Linked DNA regions of Mus musculus: all the other regions are linked to region 1. A link is a contact called in public ChIA-PET, Hi-C and promoter capture Hi-C data. All regions are on one chromosome and are shown on one strand. Each heading gives the region's core, a stretch centred on a gene start, on an enhancer-like site or on the middle of the called end of the contact. The rest is flanking DNA. Distances are from core to core; before and after follow the strand shown.

Evidence for each region. Promoter capture Hi-C pulls out the DNA fragments that hold promoters and counts their contacts. Hi-C and Micro-C count contacts between places; a contact is called where the count stands out from the background. ChIA-PET counts read pairs in DNA pulled down with a chosen protein or histone mark.
Region 2: a promoter capture Hi-C map of the HPC-7 cell line shows a contact between it and region 1. The contact joins the enhancer-like site here to the promoter of Klhl6 in region 1. A contact is called at or near these places in 4 of 39 promoter capture datasets (3T3-L1-derived adipocytes, the C10 cell line, the HPC-7 cell line and 2 more), 1 of 484 Hi-C or Micro-C datasets (Th1 cells), 3 of 115 datasets of contacts at active chromatin or transcription factors (the SCID.adh cell line, embryonic stem cells and memory CD8 T cells) and 2 of 9 other capture datasets (adipose tissue and liver).
Region 3: a contact with region 1 is called in an RNA polymerase II ChIA-PET map of memory CD8 T cells, with 52 read pairs. The contact joins the promoter of B3gnt5 here to the promoter of Klhl6 in region 1. A contact is called at or near these places in 9 of 39 promoter capture datasets (the 3T3-L1 cell line, 3T3-L1-derived adipocytes, the C10 cell line and 5 more), 6 of 115 datasets of contacts at active chromatin or transcription factors (the 230-238 cell line, double positive thymocytes, effector CD8 T cells and 3 more) and 3 of 9 other capture datasets (adipose tissue, liver and macrophages).
Region 4: a Hi-C map of hematopoietic stem and progenitor cells shows a contact between it and region 1, with 1.8 times the contacts expected there. The contact joins the enhancer-like site here to the promoter of Klhl6 in region 1. A contact is called at or near these places in 1 of 39 promoter capture datasets (the C10 cell line), 5 of 484 Hi-C or Micro-C datasets (bone marrow-derived macrophages, double positive thymocytes, granulocyte-monocyte progenitors and 2 more), 2 of 115 datasets of contacts at active chromatin or transcription factors (both in bone marrow-derived macrophages) and 1 of 9 other capture datasets (adipose tissue).

What each region holds. Positions count from the first base shown.
Region 1 is chr16:19,980,211-19,985,579 of GRCm38.p6, forward strand. Klhl6 (kelch-like 6) reads right to left here and starts at 2,839. Exons shown (of 7, transcript NM_183390.3): 1 at 2,507-2,839. The coding sequence starts at 2,793.
Region 2 is chr16:20,124,915-20,130,029 of GRCm38.p6, forward strand. Klhl24 (kelch-like 24) reads left to right here. Exons shown (of 8, transcript NM_029436.3): 8 at 1-2,830. Among named protein-coding and RNA genes, the nearest start is that of Yeats2, 14 kb to the right of the region's middle. Within about 2 kb of position 1,722, at least 19 of the 459 cell types and tissues checked have an H3K27ac peak or open chromatin away from gene starts, as enhancers often do. A contact at or near this core is called in the HPC-7 cell line and the SCID.adh cell line, where this site is marked.
Region 3 is chr16:19,756,195-19,761,598 of GRCm38.p6, forward strand. B3gnt5 (UDP-GlcNAc:betaGal beta-1,3-N-acetylglucosaminyltransferase 5) reads left to right here and starts at 4,040. Exons shown (of 4, transcript NM_054052.3): 1 at 4,040-4,283; 2 at 4,447-4,633.
Region 4 is chr16:19,840,813-19,845,773 of GRCm38.p6, forward strand. No RefSeq gene overlaps it. Among named protein-coding and RNA genes, the nearest start is that of A930003A15Rik, 41 kb to the right of the region's middle. Within about 2 kb of position 3,124, at least 28 of the 459 cell types and tissues checked have an H3K27ac peak or open chromatin away from gene starts, as enhancers often do. A contact at or near this core is called in bone marrow-derived macrophages, granulocyte-monocyte progenitors, hematopoietic stem and progenitor cells and 1 more, where this site is marked.

The DNA of each region.
Region 1 (5,369 bases), core at 1,589-4,088:
TGTACCATATACAGAGGTTGCTAATTTTGTTCTTCAGTGGTGTCACGACTTTAACAGATGTCTCACCCCTTCCAAAACCTTAGAAACAAAGCAAAGAGGCAGTGAGTCACTGTCAGACCCAATGCTGATCCTTGGTCTTAGGATTCAAGTTGACTATTTTTTTTTTTAATTAACTGGCACCTAGACTTCAGCCCCCACCATGTGTAAGACAAGCACAATATTATTATGCACAAAATTGTTGAACACAAAATTTTGTACACATTAAATGGGCTAAGTGCATGTGATACAAAGCCTATTCCACACAGTTGCTCAATGAACAGAAAACAGAGTCCTATAGCCAGACCTGTATCCATTATAGGATGAAAACTACATTGGAAATACCTAGATGTAAATCAAAAGAAAGGTTAAGAAAGTCTACATCCACAGGCAGACACTTACACCTGTGTGTGTTCCAGCTTCTTACTGCCATACTGGCCTTGAGGACCAACAGAGTGTTTTCTGCACTGGCAAGGACATATCTGAACTAAAGCACCTTCTGTTTATGAGGAGAAGCCCAAGAACCAGAAAAAAATTGATGTCTCAGGGGAAGCCAGCCAATAGTCCTGTCTTCTAAGCAAGCAAACACATCTATGAAACTACCAACCAATGATAGCAATTTCTCAGTGACTCAAAACATAAAGAATAAACTGAAAAGGAATACCCAGGGCACTGAGACAAATTGACTTTCATTCCCTCCTGAATGGGAAATCTAGTGGCCAGTACAGGGGCAGGTTAAGCAGTGTGTTTGTGTCAACCCATTTTTATGACCATGCTTATATTTTACCAAGATAGGCTGCAGATAGAATGATGCTCCATACTTAGTGGCAACTCATACGTCAGTTAAAACAAAGACTCTTAGAATGTGTGGAATCCTTGCTCCTGCAATGGCCAGGTAAGTAATGTGCAGTTTTCATTTCCACATCTGAAAAGGGGGCATCTGTCACCTCTATCATGCCAGTGCAAAGCGAAACCAGTGACCGTTGTTTGTGGTAGAAAGCAGTCATGACTTCCCTCAATTCACATAGGCTCTGCCTCTGGCCTTGTCAACATATGGGAGTTCTTTACATACAACTGTCTAACTCTGTTGTTTGAATTCTAAAGAAAAACTTTCTCCTAACTACCCCAAATAAAATACAAATACATATATGAATGAATGATCTGAGCTATATATGTATATGTACTTGCTTGATGTTTATATATTTGATTATGTATAATCATATTTTATTTGAAATATGTGATTTTTGAAAATATTATATATATTCACATGTTATTTTCTTAAAATCCTCAACCAGAACTGAAAGGTAGGAAAATCTCACTAAAAATAAAGTGATTTTTTTCCCCCTACTTTCCAAAACACCTCCCTTATCCACACCATCCTTACTCACTGGTTCTCTGTCATTACCACACTAATGTTGACAATGCTGGTCCAGCTGTATTCATACAAGGTTTCAACAAAGATTTTATGAGCAAATGTATCTACCAGGCACTGTGTGAGATCTTTTCACTAAGAGGATCATTACAACAATGATAAAAGAAAACTGTCACTATACCCATCTACCAGTTGAAATTCAGAGTCGCCTAAAATCTCATGGCCAAGAAAGGGCTCAAGTGACATGGAAACATAGTGTCATCTCACTATGACACCTCAGGAGCCTTTCACATCCAGAGGCTTCTTGCATTGTTTGTCCTTCCCACCACTCCTTGTACACCAGAAACCCCTAATTTTCAGCACGTTATGTGATAACTCCAAGAGTGAGGCCACATTTTTTTCTCTACCTCTACTGATGAACAAAGACAACATCATGTTTTAAACACATTAGTCAAACTGAAGAAAGAGGGGAAAAAAATCCCCCTGGCTTAAGTAACGTCACACCCTTAAAATCAAGGACATAGTGTGGTGTGTGTGTGTGTGTGTGTGTGTGTGTGTGTGTGTGTGTGTGTGTTTAAAGCATATTTTCAATTTTATCATTCCCAAAGTACACTTGTCAAGGTAAAAGATAACAAAACATATTTTTAAAGTATGTTAGCTTGACTCTAAGAGATGATAAAGGATATTAAGACAGAGAATTAAGTCTTTCAAAGAAAAGTATCCGAATGGTGGAATCAGACCAAGGATGAGATGAAAGGTTCCAAGTAATAAATAATAAAATACTGCTTCTAAATGGTCCCAGTTTCTCTTGACCTAAATCAAAATTCTAAAGGTTGATAGTTTCCTTTCTTACATTTTAAGTAGGCACAAACCTTAGTGTATAAGCATACATATTTATATTATACATAGTACATAAGGTAATATATAATACAACATGATACCTAACATACTCTATGTAAGAATATATATAACCATAAATGTAACAGCAAACAAATCAGACTGAGCTTGCTCAGTCTTGTAGATTACAGAGCTCTCGCATCTACAGATGTTTTCCTTGCAATATACATGCAGTTTGACTCGGATTCAAAGCAGACTGACCTGAAATAGTTGCTGGCTGCAGCAAGCACCACTCGATGGCAAGAGAATTCCTGAACATCCACACACAAGATGACGTCTGTCAAAGCATTTTCCTCTCTCAGCGTCTCCAGGCCGTTCTGAAGAATTAAAGAAAGTCTCGTGTCGTCAAATTTTACCTTCTCCCCAGTTAATATTTCCACCAAGTCTCCCCTTTTCTGGGAGGACTTGTCTGTAGTCAGTGCTAAGGGTCCTTCCAAGCTCCTCTCTACCACATCGCTCATGGTGCAGGCGCCTCTTTGTCCTGCCATCAACGTCTAGACTAAAGGAGCTGCCAAGTTTCGGGGAGGTCACACTGCAGAAGCTGAACGGATTTCCTGCACAGGCCCCTCCACTTATCACCAGCTGTCACACATACATAACAGGAAGTCTCACACTTTCTCATCCTGTTACTACAAACACCACCAACTCCTCCTCTTCTTTCTGTGGACTGTCACAGGGTTAGGAATGTCTTTGAGTGGGTGCGTAGATCAGGGATCTGGTGGGGGTGGGGGGGGGGGGGAAGGTAGCTTATCTGTGTCTCCCGGGAGTACGGTTTAGTCCTCTCCCACCTCACGCAAACCTCTGCTTCCAGTTATTATCTGTTTACTTATACCTGCATCAACAACTAAGACTTCAGAGAGGAACTGCATAGGGGGACTTCTCTGTCTCCCACTATCTGAGACCCCTTTGGAGCCTTACCTTTCTTCTGAATATCCCTATAAACTTTCTTTCTGAATTTTAGGGCTTCTCTAACACATACCTTCAAATTTCTCCATCTTCCTTCTGCAAATGATTTCCAAGGGCCTAAGAATCACATGCTCAGATTTAATGAAAGCTATGACCATACTCCTGGTATCAGTCTTCTGTATTAGTTACATCGTTCTGATCATATTATCTGACAGAAAAAATATTTAAGGAACAAAAGATTTATTTTGGTCCAGGATATCTGCCCACTATGCCTGGAAGCGGATGGGATAGTGGGTCAGTCTCCAACAATAACACCACGTGGCATATGTTGTTCACATGGTGGTAGCTCAGAAGGGTACCAGTAACCTTCAAAGGCCTTCCCCTAAATGACCTAATTATACAAATTAGGCTGTACTTCATAAAGGTTCCATAGCCTCCCTAATAACACCAGTTGACAAATAAACGTTCAAGACATAGGCTTATGGCATGACATTTCAGGTTCAAATCATAAAAATGCTTCTAACTATATCCTCTGGTAATGCTGAAAACAATACACAATGACATGAGCCTCTTCATGACAACTTATACCATACTCTCTCAAATTATAGACATAAGGCCAAAACTGCTCTAGCTCCTTACCTCCTCCCAAACACACACACAATAAAATAAAATTCAGTTTCTCATTCATGAGTGTATCTACCAAACTCCTTATTGTTTTATATTTATTTTTCACATGCCTTAAAAACTACTAATGAGGCCATCATTGGGAAGAGAGGCCCCTTGGTCTTGCAAACTTTATATGCCCCATTTCAGGGGAACACCAGGGCCAAGAAGTGGGAGTGAGTGGGTAGGGGAGCAGGGCGGGGGGAGAGTATAGGGAACTTTCGGGGTAGCATTTGAAATGTAAATAAAGAAAATATCTAATTAAAAAAAAAATGAATGTAGCCAGATAGGAATGAGATGTAGACCTCTCAGCTCCTCCTGCATCATGCCTGCCTGGATGTTGCTATGTTCCTGTCTTGCTGATAATGGATTGAACCTCTAAACCTGTTAGGCAATCCTAATTAAATATTATCTTTTATAAGAGTTGTCTTGGTCATGGTGTCTGTTCACAGCGGTAAAACCTAACTAAGACATGTGTCAACCTAAATATATTCTAAGATTCATCATTAACTAGTTCAGTCTTTATAAGCACTGATAGATTATTTCTCTTCCAGTGAAGTAAGCCAATTTAAGCCAGATTAGAGTATAATAAAGGCAGGTTTATTTAGAAGCTGATCTCAGGTGGGTTCACTGGCCCAAAGGACAAGGCCCTTCCAATAAAATACAAAAGCCACTAGCAAAAAGCTTGTTGTCTGTTTGTTGTGTTTGTTTGCTAGTTTTTGAGACAAGTTCTTGCTCTCTAGACCCAGCTGTCTTGGAACTCATAAAGATTTACTGGTTTCTGTCTTCTCAGTGCTGGTATTAAAGGTGTGTGCCACCATGTCTAGCTAGCAAAAACTTTAGTACTGTGTAGATATTCTAACTATATATTTCTGTCTCAGTTAGCTTTATGATACGCACGTGAAATAGACTCTGTTCTCATAGAAGTGGGTAGCTGTGATGGTTAGTGTTGATCATCAAATTGTCAAGATCAAGAATCACTTAAGTTCACATCCCTAGCACCCACATGGGAGCTGGGTGTGGTAGTGTTTATCTGTAATTCTAGTACTGTGTGGTAGAGACAGGAGTGATAAAAACAGGAAATAAAAACTGGTCAGGCAGTTTTAGGGCAGAAAATTCACTCAGCAATGAGTAAACCTCAACCCTACACAAAGAACTATAAGCAACTAATGAATGCTGAGAGTAGGAGAAATAGTTTTCCCCAGGGTAGAGTACATGAACTTTACACTTCCAGGATGATCAATCTTGAAAAGATATATCCAAGTGACACTGTATAGACTGAGCAGTTTGTATTTATGTATTTATGAATATATATGTACATACATATATATGTAACAACAGTTCATGAAAAGAGGAAGCTATGGGCTTGAAAGCAAGTGAGGAGGAGTGCATAGGAGGGCTTGGAGAAAGGAAGGGGAAGAGAAAAGTGATGAAATTGTATCTCAAAAAATAAAATAAAAAACTAAAAGCAAAAATAAAGTATCTTGTAAGAATG
Region 2 (5,115 bases), core at 472-2,971, 140 kb after region 1:
GTAACTTCCAGTGCCCTGGGCTGCAGCAGGTGACTTGCTGTGTAACTTCCCAGTCTCTCACTATAATATACTCCTTGTCAATGACAATGGTGTCAATCGATTTCTGTTCAAATTCAGGCAGTTATCAGAAACCTAGCATTGGCAAACAACTTTTTCCTCATCTTAGGATAATACAAATGTATTTTAAGAGTCATGCTTAGTTGGAATCTAAATTCTGAGAAAAATGCTAAAAAATACACTTAGGAAATGGTTTTCAAGTCATAAATTATAAGTGATATAGCTATAGAAACAATGCAGAAAATCATCTGTCAGGTGAGCAACAGATGTATGTAAAACTGAGGGTATGTGTACTGTAATTTTATAGTAAGTATCTGCATTATGCTTTTGTTAGAGAATGGAAATTGTTTAGTTCAGAAATTCTTAACAGTTAAGTGTGTGAACAAAAGTGTTTTATAAATGCTTAGGATTCTACAAATGATAATTGTTATTCTCATGTATATTTGTAAGATCATGTCCATTCATAAATATATATAAAAGACTTGGTCAAAGTAAATTTGTATTTTAGTATTTTTGTCTGTTGTAAAAGTATTATCTACTTGTATCTTATAATGTTTATCTTTCATATATTCTCATGTTTATTGCAGTAAATTGGAAAAAATCCTGAAAATCAGAATTTGTTCAAACAAATTAATTTTTATGTTACAAATTATATTAAAAGTTACCAGAAAGTACCTGAATCCTAGAAAATTAACTTTTAAAAGCTACCCAATTGGTATTTTAACTTCCTTTAATTACTTACCTTTGCTAATCCTTGATAAATAATAGTGGTAAGCCCTGGTTTAAAAAATAATAATTTTGCCGGGCAGTGGTGGCACACGCCTTTAATACCAGCACTTGAGGGGCAGAGGCAGGCAAATTTCTGAGTTCCAGGACAGCCAGGGCTACACAGAGAAACTATGTCCTGAAAAAAATAATTAATTTTAGGGTATAATAAATGTATTAAAAGGGCTATATCAACCATCCTAGAGTCAGACTATCTTCATTCTGTTATCCCATAATTGGCAGACTTTCTTTTGATAGGTGATGTTTATATGAGCCTCTAAGTTAGGATGTGTGTGTGTTTATATGTAGATAGTATGATGTGTACATATATCACAAACACCCAATGGTTTTTGCAGTTTAATTATCAGAAATTTGTATAAATTAAAAAATTAGTTGATCATAGACAATTTGATTACATAAGACTAAATTTGAACATTTCTAGAGTACTCTTTATTGTTGAGACAGGATCTCTGTAGCCTGTGCTAGCCTCAAACTCTTAGCAATTCTTTGCCTTCTGAGAGCTGCAGTTAGAAGAGGAAGCCAGGACCATTTTCTAAAATAAGCATTTCATCTGAAAGTGCAGATCTGGTCTTAAGGATCTGTGCACCTGTGTAACTACAGCGTTACAAGGCCAGGAAGCAGACCTGGAGATCTGTGTAACGACAGTGTTACAAGGTCAGAAAGCAGACCTGGAGATCTGTGTAACGACAGTGTTACAAGGCCAGGAAGCAGACCTGGAGATCTGTGTAACGACAGTGTTACAAGGCCAGGAAGCAGACCTGGAGATCTGTGTAACGACAGTGTTACAAGGCCAGGAAGCAGACCTGGAGAGAAGCGTGCAAACACCGCTTGTGGCTGTTCAGTTGGAAAGGTCATATGTTTTGTGAATCAACAGGAAATTACAGTTGGTTTTTGTGTACATTTTCATGAACTTGAATCCTCCTCCAAGTCTTCTCCATGTACTCCACAAGGTGGCCTGACTTCCTCCCTGTCTGCTGTACTCTCCCACACTGACTGACTGACAGGAATTGGGTTCTCCACAGCCGTTTGTCATAGATGGGCGGTTGGGATCCAGGTGTTTACTCCATTGGAATCAGGTTTTAAACGACCAAATGCTCAGGGAGGGCATTGGCTTGTCTGAGTCACCCATCGGGTGTGCAAAGCACTCTCACCATTTAGTTGATGGCTCTAGACGGATATGTTTCAGAAATTTCACTTCTAGCAGTGGTTAAACATCCATTCTGCTTGGAAAGATGACAGTGCTTGGTGAGCCGGCACACTCTCCTGGTGAATATGAATTGTTTCTGCATCTGCTGTCAGACCCCCATTTTGAAACTCAGGAAAGACAAAGGTGGGTTTTCTGCTTTTGTCATTGTCCAACCCAGGTGTGTGCTGCTTTTTCCTGATCTGACAGTAGATTTTTAAAAATCACTCTGAGAGCCCATGCACATACACGAAGAGAGAACGGGAGTTGGATTATTTGTGTGTGCCTTTAACGTCTTGAGAGGATACATCCTACAGACTTCATGTGGTACCAAGATAATGTCCGGAAGCTTCCTGTGGACTGCCTCATAGTCAACCCAAGACATTACTAGTTAAAACGATTTGGTCTTGCTGGAGTTAGTGGTACAGAGCTGAGTGTGGTGGCAATGTCTGATTCCAGTCCTTGGGAGATGTGACAAGAAGATCAGGAAAGTTCCAGGACAGCCATGGCAACAGAGCCAGTTTGAGGTCAGAGTTGGCCACATGAATTCCCATGTGAGAAACAGTAATGGCATTGATTGGCATTGTGTAGAAAGCTGGAATGATATCATTTCATCCATTATTATGTTCCAAACCACATAACCAACATGAAAATTCACTGTATCACGTAACCAGAATGAAGCAGGTTCGCTGACCTGTGATGCAATAGATTTGACTAGCTAATTATGCTTCTTGCCACATCTAGTGCTAGGCATCAAACAGCACTTCCAGGTGTATAAACTAATACCAGAGATGTTTCAAAATATTTTAGACATTTTAAAGTGTTTTATTTGTAAGCGGGTTGCGAGATGGCTCAGCGGTTAGGAGCAAGCACTAGCAATTGCTGCTGTAGCAGAGGATCTGGCTTGGGTTCCAAGCACCTTCATTGTGGCTAACAATTGTCTGTAACTCTAGTCACTGGGGTTCTACTACTCTCTGGCCTCTACAGGCACACATGATGCATATACATGATATGCAAACTGTCATAGTACAGGCAAAACATACACATAAAAATAAGTATCACGGGCTGGTGAGATGGCTCAGTGGGTAAGAGCACCCGACTGCTCTTCTGAAGGTCCGGAGTTCAAATCCCAGCAACCACATGGTGGCTCACAACCATCTGTAACGAGATCTGACTCCCTCTTCTGGAGTGTCTGAGGACAGCTACAGTGTACTTACATATAACCAATAAATAAATCTTTAAAAAAAAATAAGTATCACTAAAATGTTGTATGTGAGCCTTTTACATGTGTGTGGTTGCCTTAAATATCAAACTTATACAGTGCTAAAGGTGATAGAACATAGAAAGTGAAGTCATAACTTCATATATTGTTCCAAAGAAGTTTTGTTTTAATGTTTGTGCCTTAAGCTACCCAGTGCCATTTTAGTCTGATAAACCTCAGTATTGGTTTTTGAGGGTCTAGTTTTGTTTTATTTTTTGAGTCCGGGCGATATAGATCCAAGGCTTGCCTAAAACTCTGTTTTGCTGAAAATGATCTTGAACTCCAATCATTCTGTCATAGCTCCCAAGTGCTTGGATGATAGCTTGTGCCACCATGCTTGGCTGTGTGGGTTTCTGTGGTCTGGGTGGGTTGTTTGGTTGGTTCTTCAATTGGTTGATTTAATGTAGCCCTGGCTAACCTGGAACTCAGTATATGACCAGGTTGACCTTGAGCTAGTGGCAATTCTCCTGCCTCTGTCTGTGAGTGCTGATGCTTTTGTGAATACCAGCTGCCTGCTAGGCAGAAAGAGAATGTTAACTGAGGTTGTTGCTTGGAGTTTTACATTTTTAACTTTTGGTACCTAGGTGCTTTGTAAAATACTCAGATAAATACCCACTGAGCTATTTGGAATAGTGAAGAGTATGCGTAGTTATTTCTGTTTGTCATTATATTAGTAGTGCTGCTCCAGGCTTTTCCTTGAGAAAACACTTCCTCTTCATCGCTCCCGCTCCTGCAGTGTGAGTCTCCAGAGCTATCGAAGGCTTTCAGAACCGAACAAGTGTGCGTGCTTTTCTGTAACTTCCACACAGCCATTGCCTAGAGTGAATGCTCACAGTGAAGAAAGGAGTGTTCTCCATGTCCTTGTTCTCCGTTCAGCAGTAGTACAGTAATGTAGTACAGTAATGCTTACAGTTTTGTTTAATTGCACTTCCTCCATAGTTTAAATTTTTAAAAGTTGTATCTAATGTCTTTTAAACATTACTTGACTATATGGTTACATTAAATTTTGTTTACCAAAAATCTGATGAGTTTTAAGTTTGGTTTTTTTTTTAATATACCTAAATGATTGTGCAAAAAAGGGGCAAGGGGGAAATCAGATGTTTATATTTACCAGAATAACCATAAAATAATTCAGAACATAAACAAGAAACTAAAATAGTAACTTGAGAAAAGGAAAGGTGGCCAACAAGAATACTAATGTTAGTGTGTGTTGAGTGTGGCCCTGGTGTGATGGCTGGTGTTAAAATGGAGCTGTTCAGATGAAGCAGAAGAAAGGTGATAAAGGCATGTTAATACAGCTTATCTGTGAGGTGTAAGGGAATAAAGACATGTTAATACAGCTCATCTGTGAGGTGTAAGGGAATAAAGACATGTTAATACAGCTCATCTGTGAGGTGTAAGGGAATAAAGACATGTTAATACAGCTCATCTGTGAGGTGTAAGGGAATAAAGACATGTTAATACAGCTTATCTGTGAGGTGTAAGGGAATAAAGACATGTTAATACAGCTTATCTGTGAGGTGTAAGGGAATAAAGACATGTTAATACAGCTCATCTGTGAGGTGTAAGGGAATAAAGACATGTTAATACAGCTCATCTGTGAGGTGTAAGGGAATAAAGACATGTTAATACAGCTCATCTGTGAGGTGTAAGGGAATAAAGACATGTTAATACAGCTCATCTGTGAGGTGTAAGGGAATAAAGACATGTTAATACAGCTCATCTGTGAGGTGTAAGGGAATAAAGACATGTTAATACAGCTCATCTGTGAGGTGTAAGGGAATAAAGACATGTTAATACAGCTCATCTGTGAAGTGTAAGGGAATAA
Region 3 (5,404 bases), core at 2,790-5,289, 220 kb before region 1:
TCTACAGCCAACAAGATTATTTGCCATGCGGGGTTGACATTTTGGCTGGAGACATTTTGATGTCTCAATCAGTTTCGGACTGTTTTAATAGAGGGTTGACATCATATATTACCCATTTGTTTGGTCCTTTTAATTTTCTCCTTTCTTCCTGTAGCCAAGATCTTCCTCAATCAAATCTGATCCTTATTATTTTGGATGGAATCCAGAGACTTTTCCTCTTTCCTGATGATACAAACACAAAGCTTGTCTCCCAACATAACATACCTTTTGTCCAGAAGTTTGAAGTCTTCATAAGTATAGACAGATCCAATCTAGCAGCCCCTTTCCTATCCAGGTCTGCTCCATTTTGACTTCCTAAATTTACATGTGAGGCTTCCAACACACATGCTGATGGGTTGCCAGCACAAATCTTTAGACCACAGTGTAGTCAGTAACCATCTTCTTCCTTTCTTTTATCTCATCACAAACCCAAGTCATTTTGTCCAGGTGACATAGCTTGGCAAAGCTGGGTGTCACCAAACAGTACTCACAACGGTCCTGGTTGTTGTTTGTCCATTCAAGTAGAATGTGCTCTCCTACGTGGGACAGACATGAATTAGAGGAGTTAGAGAGGCTCCCTGGAAGACTATTCAGTACCCTCTATGCCCCTAGAAGTATTAAATGTCTGATCTACCACTGGAAAAGGTAGACGAAAGCTGAGAGAGGCAGCATAAAAACAGGTACTATGTCATTGTCACAGAGGCTGTCTGAGTGTTTTCATTCTTGAAGGGAGACTGTGTCAACTTCTCTCCATTCCTGGCTAAAGTCCACTCAATCAACAGAACACCTCTATTGGAACAAGAAGAGCCCCAGAAAGAAGGGTCTTCCTGTCCCCACGGGGCCCTACTGAGGCTTTCCATACAAGAAAATGTGGGTTGTATTAGTAGAGAGAACCAATTGCAAGATGCTCCTCCCAGACCAAGAGCAGTATAAACGAGTAGGTCATGGGATGGATGGTCTAAGGCAAAGGCCTCTGTGGTGGCAGTTTTCATGTTCCTGTTCTGTGTAAACTTAACATGATTTCATTGTCTTCTATTGTCCTATCATCGAGGAGGGATATCAATATTGCCAAACCACGGGGGTTGATGAGGAGATATTCAGGGAAGAGTTTAACTTTGGGGCCCTTATACTAGTCCAGAGGCTTCTGTTATTGAAAATGTAACATTTGGTTTATATTGAGGCACTTGGCAAAAGTTCAAATAACCCAGCAATTAATATGGTATACATTTACTTACTCTGCAAGGCACCATGGGAGTGCTTGAGGGAATCAGTCTCCATCTTCATGGTCAGGATGTGAAGAGTCTCAACCAAGGAAACAGATTATTATATAGTGGCAAAATGTCACAGATTATTGTAAGCAAACAGTAAGAGCGATAGGAAAAGTAGATTCTCATCTCTGCGGCATCAAAGTCCCAACCACTTTCTCCTTCTCAAACATCTTTGCTGACATTCTTGTTTACACATGCTATCCTGAAGACTGGAATCAAGGATAGAAATACAGATGGGGGATGAATGGCAATGGAAGATGTCACCAAGAAGCAAACATAGGAGAAACAACTATGCCAGAAAGGTACATGAGAGAGGGGCTGGTGGGAAGTAGAAGAGGAGGCAGCAAGGGGTGGGCATTGTGTTAAGGGGGTAATGCTGTTTTACATACATGAATCCACAAATATGTGAAACGCAGCTGATCCTCTGATAATGATGAAGCAGGATAAGAGTCTAAAGCCAACTTCTGCCTTTCTGTAAAGGAGCAAGAACTTTCTACAGCCTGTGATGAGGATAGGGATGGCAACCACTCACCTGTCCCATCCTGATGGCTCTGGTCACTATGTTCTGCTCATCACTGAACCTGAATTGAGTCCTTACTCACTCAGATGCAGGGCCAAAGAGAGTTGAGTAGCTTGCCTGAAACTTTATGAAGAAGCTAGTTCAGGATTTCACCAAGTAAGTCTTGCATGAATGCTGGTCATTTTCAGAACACCGAGCCTGGAATATGTCTGGATTTATAATAGTGTCTGTATAGGGCCATAGCTGACAATCCAGAAAGCAAATTTAGCTGAACAAGTCAAGTCTGGCACCATGGTGGCAGAATTTCAGCATCACTGGCCTCTTCTCTGCTCAGCAGTGTGGAAAGTTCTCTTGCACTCAGGTTTTAGCATTCTTTCTACTCTCTAATTCATTCATATTTGTATCTCCTCCCCCTGCGTGCGCCATTCCCCATCCCCCATCTTATCTGTACTTTCTAACATGAAAATGTCAGCCCCTCTTACTTTTAAATTTAATAAGTTGATGTGACTTTTATTTTTCAGATATATTCTACAGTTCTCTTGTGCTCTGCAAAGCGCATTCCTAACAGTATGATTCAAAGATATTTGCATGGTATTCTAGGGTGCTACGCTCACAAGCAACTGCTGTGGATAGAATACACTGACCTCTTTCCTCCTGTTGTTATGATCTAATTTTACTCCCAGACCATCTCACAAGCTTCATGCAATCACTGGCAATGAAATCATACATTTCTCTATGGTACTGTGGATGAGGATCTGGATGGTCTAGGGAATCCTTCTAGATGAATGGGAGGACCTCCTTTGCCTGTCCCCTGGTGTGTGTGTCTGTGTCTGTGTCTGTGTGTGCGTGTGTGTGTGTGTGTGTGTGTGTGTGTGTGTGTGTGTAACATCATACATCATGGGCCTGTCATACATACATATATCTGTCTGGGCCCAGAGAGGTCATTCTGGGCCTCTTTGCCCTTCCTCATCTCTTAGCCTCAGGTTCTTTAACCATTACCCCTCCCACCCCAACTCTACAGCTCACTAATTTTTCTACTCTGGATTTTTAGTAGTAGTAGTAGTAGTAGTAGTAGTAGTAGTAGTAGTAGTAGCAGCAGCAGCAGCAGCAGCAGTATTATATGTATCCCTAGGCTAACCTGATACTCACTATGTGATCAAGGCTGCCTTTGAACTCATGAAAATCATTCTGAGTGCTGAGATTACAGGCATATGATACCATATGGGTTTACTTTTAAAATCATTAGTCCACATGTCTATTTGTATAGAGGTTGGAAAGGGGTGTGTGTGTGTGTGTGTGTGTGTGTGTGTGTATATTTTCTCATCAGTTCATATTTCCCATGTGCCTACCTATATAAACTGACACATGTAACTAGTTCCAAATGACCGAAAAGGAACAAAGTCCCACTTGAATATATGTATGTGAATACAAAATACACATGTGTTTTAGGGAGGACCATATAAAGGATTAGTCAGGATTTAAGAAGATAATTGGGGGGTGATTAACCCTGTAGGAACAATGAATGCTCCTCTTTATAGATCACTGTCAGACTCCATTAGGAGTCCCATTACATTAGTATTTCTGCTTGTGGTCTTCTGGACAGGTGAGTTAACAGCGAACCATGCCTTGTGTGAGTAACACATGAAAAGAATTTCAGGATTGGAAATACGCTGAAGGGCTTTTAAAATGCAGTTGCAAAATCTCCTAAAACTAGAGTTTGAAATAACAAGTGTGTTTTAAACTGATTCAGCAACTACTTTGAACTTACTGACTTTTACAATTACAAACCCATATTTGGACTTGACATTTTTGGATTTTTTTTCTTGTCCTGTTTTCAGTATGTATAACTACAAAACTGCTCAAAATAGGAGCTCTATTGAATGCTTCTATAAGGAAAAGTCTAGAACAGCATTTTTTTAAGCAAGCAATTAGCTACAAAAAAAAAAAAAAAAAAAGATTTATTTACTTGCTCCTTCAGCTGATGTCTACACTATCCTGATAATGTCTGGTTACAGGCCGAACAAGAACTTTCCTTTGGGCTCAGGTGCACATTTGGTCTTCTGAATCTATAGTTTAGTTATTAGCAAACAAGTGAGGCAATCGCTTCCTGGAGTCCTCACAGATAGCACTTTAGGGCGGGGCACGTCACCTTCACAGACCGGGGTAGGGGAGGGGCGGGGCTGAGCATTCCCGAGGAAGCCTGGAGTGGAGTGACCAAATAAGCAGCTGGAGGCTCCTGCGGCTGCGCCCCAGCCTGAGTGAGCCAAGACCCTTAATCAGGCCCGCCCCTCTCAGCCGGCTCTAGCCGGCTCCAGCGGGGTCTCTCTTGGAGCCCTGCCCTAGCTTCCTCGCTTACAACCGAAATTTAGTTTGCAACTTTTGTTCTTGAGACTTTTCCCCCAGGGCTTCTAGGAGGACAGCGGACCTCTGGGACATTTAAGGACTTGGGTTCCTCGGTGAGTTTTACAATGCTTGAAATTCCCTGGGTTGGAATGTAAATCAATGGGGAGGCTGAACACAGGGGAAGGGTCTGCTTTTAAAACGAACTGTTGCTGTGCAGTCATAAGGCGTGCAGTCTTCGCTTCAAATAAATGTGCGTTTCCTTTCTTTGTTACTTAGGCTCCCAGGAGCTCAAGTCCTAAGTGTCCTGACAGAAGACCGGCGGGCTCTTAGGGTTTGCTAGGAAACTACGAGACGATGGGAGAACCGCTGTCCACTCAAAACCTTCAGCTCGGAAATGACTAACTGAAACGTGGTTTGGATGAATGGGTCTCCAGTCTTAACCAACGCCGCTCCTGGATGAAAGGTCAGTCACTGCCCACCCAAAGTGCCCGCTGCATCCTACTGTGAGCCAAGGTCCCTCTGTCGGGGAGCGTGGCTTCGCAGTCTGCTTTAGACCGGGCACTCTCGAAGCCCCTGCAGAGTCTAAGTCTCTGGCTGGGCTAGCTTTGTGCCGGCTCTGAGGTTCTCCCCGAGGCTGCTAGCTGAGAGTCCCGGGACCCGCCCCACCTCTAGCTTCCCCTCCTCTAGCCCGGACCCGACCGGGAGGCGGGAAGGGGTGCAGAGGGTAGTCCACACGGGCGGCCCGGGGGCATCAGGGTGGAATGGTCAGGAAGACAGACGGCTCTTCGTTGCGAGCCGGGGCTTCCCGGTCCGGAGGTGCAGCGAAGAAGGGAGAGTTCCCTCGGCGAGCGCCTTTGTTCACTGCGGCCTGGTGGGCGCGAGCGCTGGGCGGCGACCACCCTAGGCCTAGCTGCCGCTTTTGTGCCGCAGGTACGATCCGACCCGCGGGGTCCAGAGCACCGGATTTACCCGGAATGCCAATGGGGAGAGGTGGCTGTGGTGTCGCGAAGCCAGGTCCAGCCTTGGCGCATCTTCAGTCTGGGTCCTGAGATTTATCAATGCTGGATTGAATTCGGGCTGACCGCCTAGGGTAGCTTGCACGTGAGGGAGCTGACCGGCTCTTTGGAATAGCTGCTAGCTGGAAAAGAAAAAAGAAAAGAAAACGGGAAAGCAGGCGGGTAGGAGAAATTGGGAAAAGATCTTTCTAATGAGAATCTCCTGTTTACTCCCATTT
Region 4 (4,961 bases), core at 1,874-4,373, 140 kb before region 1:
CTAACCAAAGAGTACACATGGAGGTCCCCATGACTCCAACTGCATATATTGCAGAGGATTGCCTTATCTGGCATCAATGGTAGGGGAGGCCCTTGGTCATGTGAAGGCTCAATGCCCCAGCATAGGGAAATGCTAGGATGGTGAGGCAGGAGTAGGTGGGTGGGTAGTGGGAGCACCTTCATAAAAGCAGGGGGAAGGCGGATGGGATAGGAAGTTTGCAGAGGGGGAACCAGGAATTGAAGTGTAAATAAATAAAATAACCAATAAAAAAAAGTTGGCATAAAACTATCCCGAATAAACATCCTTTTGTCTGGTTGGTTGGTTGGTTCCTGAAACTCACTTTTTTTTCCCCTGAGACAGGGTTTCTCTGTGTAACCCTGGCCGTCCTGGAACTCACTTTATGGCCAGGTGTTCCTTGAATTCACAGAGATCTACCTGCTTCTACCTCCCAAGTGCTGCGATTAAAGGCATGCCTCACCACACCTGGTGTAAACATCCTTTTATTTGAGGTTACCAGTACCATCCATATCTAGGGTGTGGCTTCTCAATTCAAATAGCCTATCAAAAAAAAAATTGCAGCTTACTTCTTAAACGAATTCTGAGCCAGTCAAGCTGAGAAGCAAGAAAACCATCACACAGAGGGAAGTAGCAGAAAACATGTAATAGAAAGCAGAGGGAAGGAGAACACTAAAAATGAAAAGGTTTAAGTCAAGACAAGGGCAGGGGCTTGGGAAGAGATGGAGTGTGAAAGAGAGCAAACCAAAACTAAGGACAAATAAAAGAAGACATACAGAGGCCCACTATATAATCTAATTTTAAAATGCAATTTTTTAAAAAAGTAACTTGAATAGAGGTACCCTGAATAGGTGGATAATGATATTCCCAGAAAATACCAAGTGGAAATTGTAGTGTCAAGAGTGGGACATCTCCCTATGAGTTGTTGGTCCTATGGGCCTACGAGGCCCCCAAACGAACATAGTCTATTCCCATTGTTTTTAGTTGCCTACCAGAATAGTATGGTGAGAGCCTATCGATGGAAACAATCCACATTTTGGTCTCATGACAGAGAAATCAAACTGGAACAGAGATGGAAACAGAGATGGAAGCTTCTTTCCTACAAGCTAGCATTCATAGTGCTGGAAGATGCTCTGCAGTCTTTAAGGGAAGAAAACACACCAACAGTCCTGCTCAGCTGTCAATCCTGTGTGTACCATAACTGATCTGCCAAGCAAGTTGTGTCCACTGGTGCAATTGGATTTAAGGCCTTTTTTGATGGGAGAGTACTCCTATTGTAAATCTACTCAAAAACCCATAGTTGGGGAGATCACAGGCTCTAATAAGAAACCAACAAGTATTGCTTTATTAAATGTACAAGTTGTGAAGCTGTTTCTAAATATTTGCAATTATACCTATAGATTAGTGTGGCACTCAGTCAGAAAACCTTCTCTTTGCAACCTTTTGGCAGAGGGATGTGGTCCTTGCAGTCATGAGCTCACTGCATCTGTGATTACCTTCACAAGACGTGAACAAGAATGAGCCCTTGAACATCCAGAGAATAACCTACCATGGCTGTACTTTTAGTCTCTAATGAGTGAATTTACTAAGTGTGTAACAAGCAAAAGTAAAAAGACAAATAGAATGTAGCAGACAGAGAACTGACTATCATCAAACTGGCCACTTCCAACATCCAGCAGAAGTCAAATGGGGAAGCTGTACAGATGCAACAGCTGAAGTTTCTGATTGAGGGTCTCGGGTACAGTAGAATGTTGACTGCCTTTGTGGGAGGCTGGTTTGAGTTCACAGTTCCTGAGGCACTGTGTTCCTTTCAGCTCCCGATTTTGTTCTTTTGTTCTTTTGTTTTCTTTTTGTTTTTGTTGTTCTTCTGACTGAAATAGCTCTGTGCCTTCAGAGATCCTATTACCCAATTACAAAACACCATGGTAATAGAGTCAAATTAGGTGATAAGTTTCCTTACAGGCACAGTGTTACCTCATACCCTTCTCCATCAAGATAACAGTGACACACCAAAGGTATTCAGAAAGTAGGCAAGGAAGTGAAGCCCTTCTGTTGTAACCCAAACCAGCCATAAAGTGAGGTCACTGTAAATTTCAAGGAGAGAGGCATCTTTCTCCTGCACTGAGCATGCTGCCGGTTTTTCTATTTATCAATTCTTTTCTTGCTTTATGCTATGTTATGAAAACTAGGAACCATTGCAAACTGGGAAGGGCTATACTGACTGTTAACCAGGTAGCATCCAACACTATGCAAATCATGATAAATAGGACTTATAGAAGCACAGGACTGACATTGGTTTTTGGAACCTGAACTAAAAATTGGAGATCAATATTCAGGTCAAATTTACTGTTTGGGGCTCTCTTGCTCTTTGTCTGTGCTTGATATAGAGAAGGAAAAGAGGGGTAGGGGTAAGCCAAAGCCAGAAGTGGACATGCTAACTGGCCTGACAGCTGCTCCCTCAAAGGAGACAAACAGCATTCCAAGTGAGGGAAACAATGTTTCCTAGTTTTCCAGAAAATAACCAAGGAGAAGAAAACAGAAAAAAAAAGAACTGAAGCCCAAACAATACAGCTTTCTCTGTCTCTGCCTTGATTCAGAAGCAGTCAGATGCAAAACTCACTGAGACTTAAAAGGAGGAAGTGAGGTGGGCAGTGGTGGCGCATACCTTTAATTCCCGCACTTAGGAGGCAGAGGCAGGCAGATGTCTGAGTTCAAGGCCAGCCTGATCTACAGAGAGTTCCAGGACAGTCAGGGCAACACAGAGAGAAACCCTGTCAAAGAAAGAAAAAATAAATAAATAAGGAAGTGAAGCACCATGAAATTCACCCATTTGTTGAAGGTTCGCTGTTAATGGGAAGAAGTTTGCTAAAAATGATGATCAGTATTCTGAAATGCAAGTGAGTCACAGTCCAAGTTCAACTACCTGAATCCAGGAGAGGACAATCCACAAAGAGAAGTGGAGGTTTCTCTCTCCCCATCAGTGTGCTCCACTGTACTACCACAAACATAACTTATCCAGACTAGATCCTACCACACACATTTATACCTAGTGCCCAAACTAGAAGTCCTACAGACATTTCCTGAAAATATGTGTTAGGGCAATGAACTCAGTAGAGACCAAAAACCAAAATCAAACCAAAAAAAAAAAACCATTTTCCCATTTTGCAGAGTCATGAGAGAAGCAGAAGTAACTTATTTTCATATGCTCTGGTATTTTAAAATGTAGAAACTTGGAGATTTGGAGAAATCACAGAAAGAAAACTGGGAAAGCAGGTTGGTTCAGAAGTGCTTCTGCTAAAGATAGGAGATCAAGATGAAAGCCTAAGAATGTGTAGGAATCTTACATACAAGGGCTGGGTGGGGTGTCCTTGTTAAGAATGGTGCCAGAGAAGCCCAGAGAAGGTGTCTTCTCAGTGCAACGAGCCACTCCCTCAGAGGTACACATTTGTTGGTGTGTCGCATTTATGCATATCATACATAGTACTGGTAAAAGAGATCAAGGAATTAATGACATAAAGTGGACTACTGAACTTTAAAAAGGTGTGTTAAAGTAAACCTAGTCTTCCTGTAAGGCAAAAAGAAAACAAAACCATAAAATAAAGCGTTTTATGAGTAGGTTTGGTTAAGGCAATTCACACCCTAGTCTCCACAGATGGGACCAGACTCCAGGTAGCCTTTCAATTTCAAAGCTGGAGTTGACCTCCAGGTCCTATAAGTCAAGTGTAAAGCAATCACCAGGTCAAACACTTGGCTACTGTGTAAATTCTTAGCCAGCTGCAGTTAATGATAAGGTCATGAGCAATATCAATTTAGGGTAGGTCAAGGCCTTCTGGCCCATGTCTCCCAGCTTAGAAAGTAGATGCAGCACTGTCCAGAATCAGGGTTCAGACTTGGGTCTAGATCTCTCTCTCAATGGTCTGTCTAACTCCTCCTTCTGTGGAATACTGAGTACGTGTTGCCTGATGTGTCATGCAGATGTTGAGACATGTATTAAAGGAACAGAAATAATAGATGTGGGAAAAAAAGCATTCATGTTGAAGACTGGGACTATGAGATTTTTTTCAACTGTGACTTTAGATGTCCTGAATCCATGCCTTCATTTCTCCACTGGACAATGACAATTATAAAATCTGCCCCTAACCTTTATATTTCGGGAAGAGAAATTCTGTAGTTCTTGGTCTGATCAGAATTCTTTGATCATCAACATATGCTTGGCCCAGAGAGTGGCATGGTTTGGAGGTGTAGCCTTGTTGGAACAGGTGTGGCCTTGTTGGAGGAAGTGTGTCACTGTGAGCAAAGGTTTTAAGACCCTCATCCTAGCTGCCTGGTAACCAGTCTTCTAGTGGCCTTCAGAAGAAGATATAGATCTCTCAGCTTCTCCTACACCATGCCTGCCTGGGTACTGCCACGCTTCCCCTCATAATGATAATGGATTGAACCGCTAAACCTTTAAGCAAGTCCCAATTACATGTTGTCCTTTATAAGAGCTGTCATACTCATGGTGCCGGTTCACAGCAGTAAAACTAAGACAGCATTGATCACATATGACAAGGGACATTAGTTAGAAAGCCAGATGAACCCTAAACTAGGACAGTGAGTCAGTAACCCAGGCACATCAGCAATCCAATCAGCTTTTCTTCACTCTGCATTGTTTATTAACTTCCCATGTGTGCATCATGGTCATAATAGATACTTGCATGGTAATACACTGTGCACATATGTATTCTTTCTGAATGATAGGTCAGGAATGCTGCTGAGTTACTGGTGACCATGAACTCTGCAAATGGAAAACTTTATTTTCACCCAATTCTACCACATGAGATATATGGAGCAAGTACAATGCGTCAGAAAGCAGACAATAGTATTTAGCTCACATAGAAATGCTTATAAGATAGGTTATTTGTGAAGTTCTCCTCTGAGGTATGTTTAAACTCTGCAAACTCTGG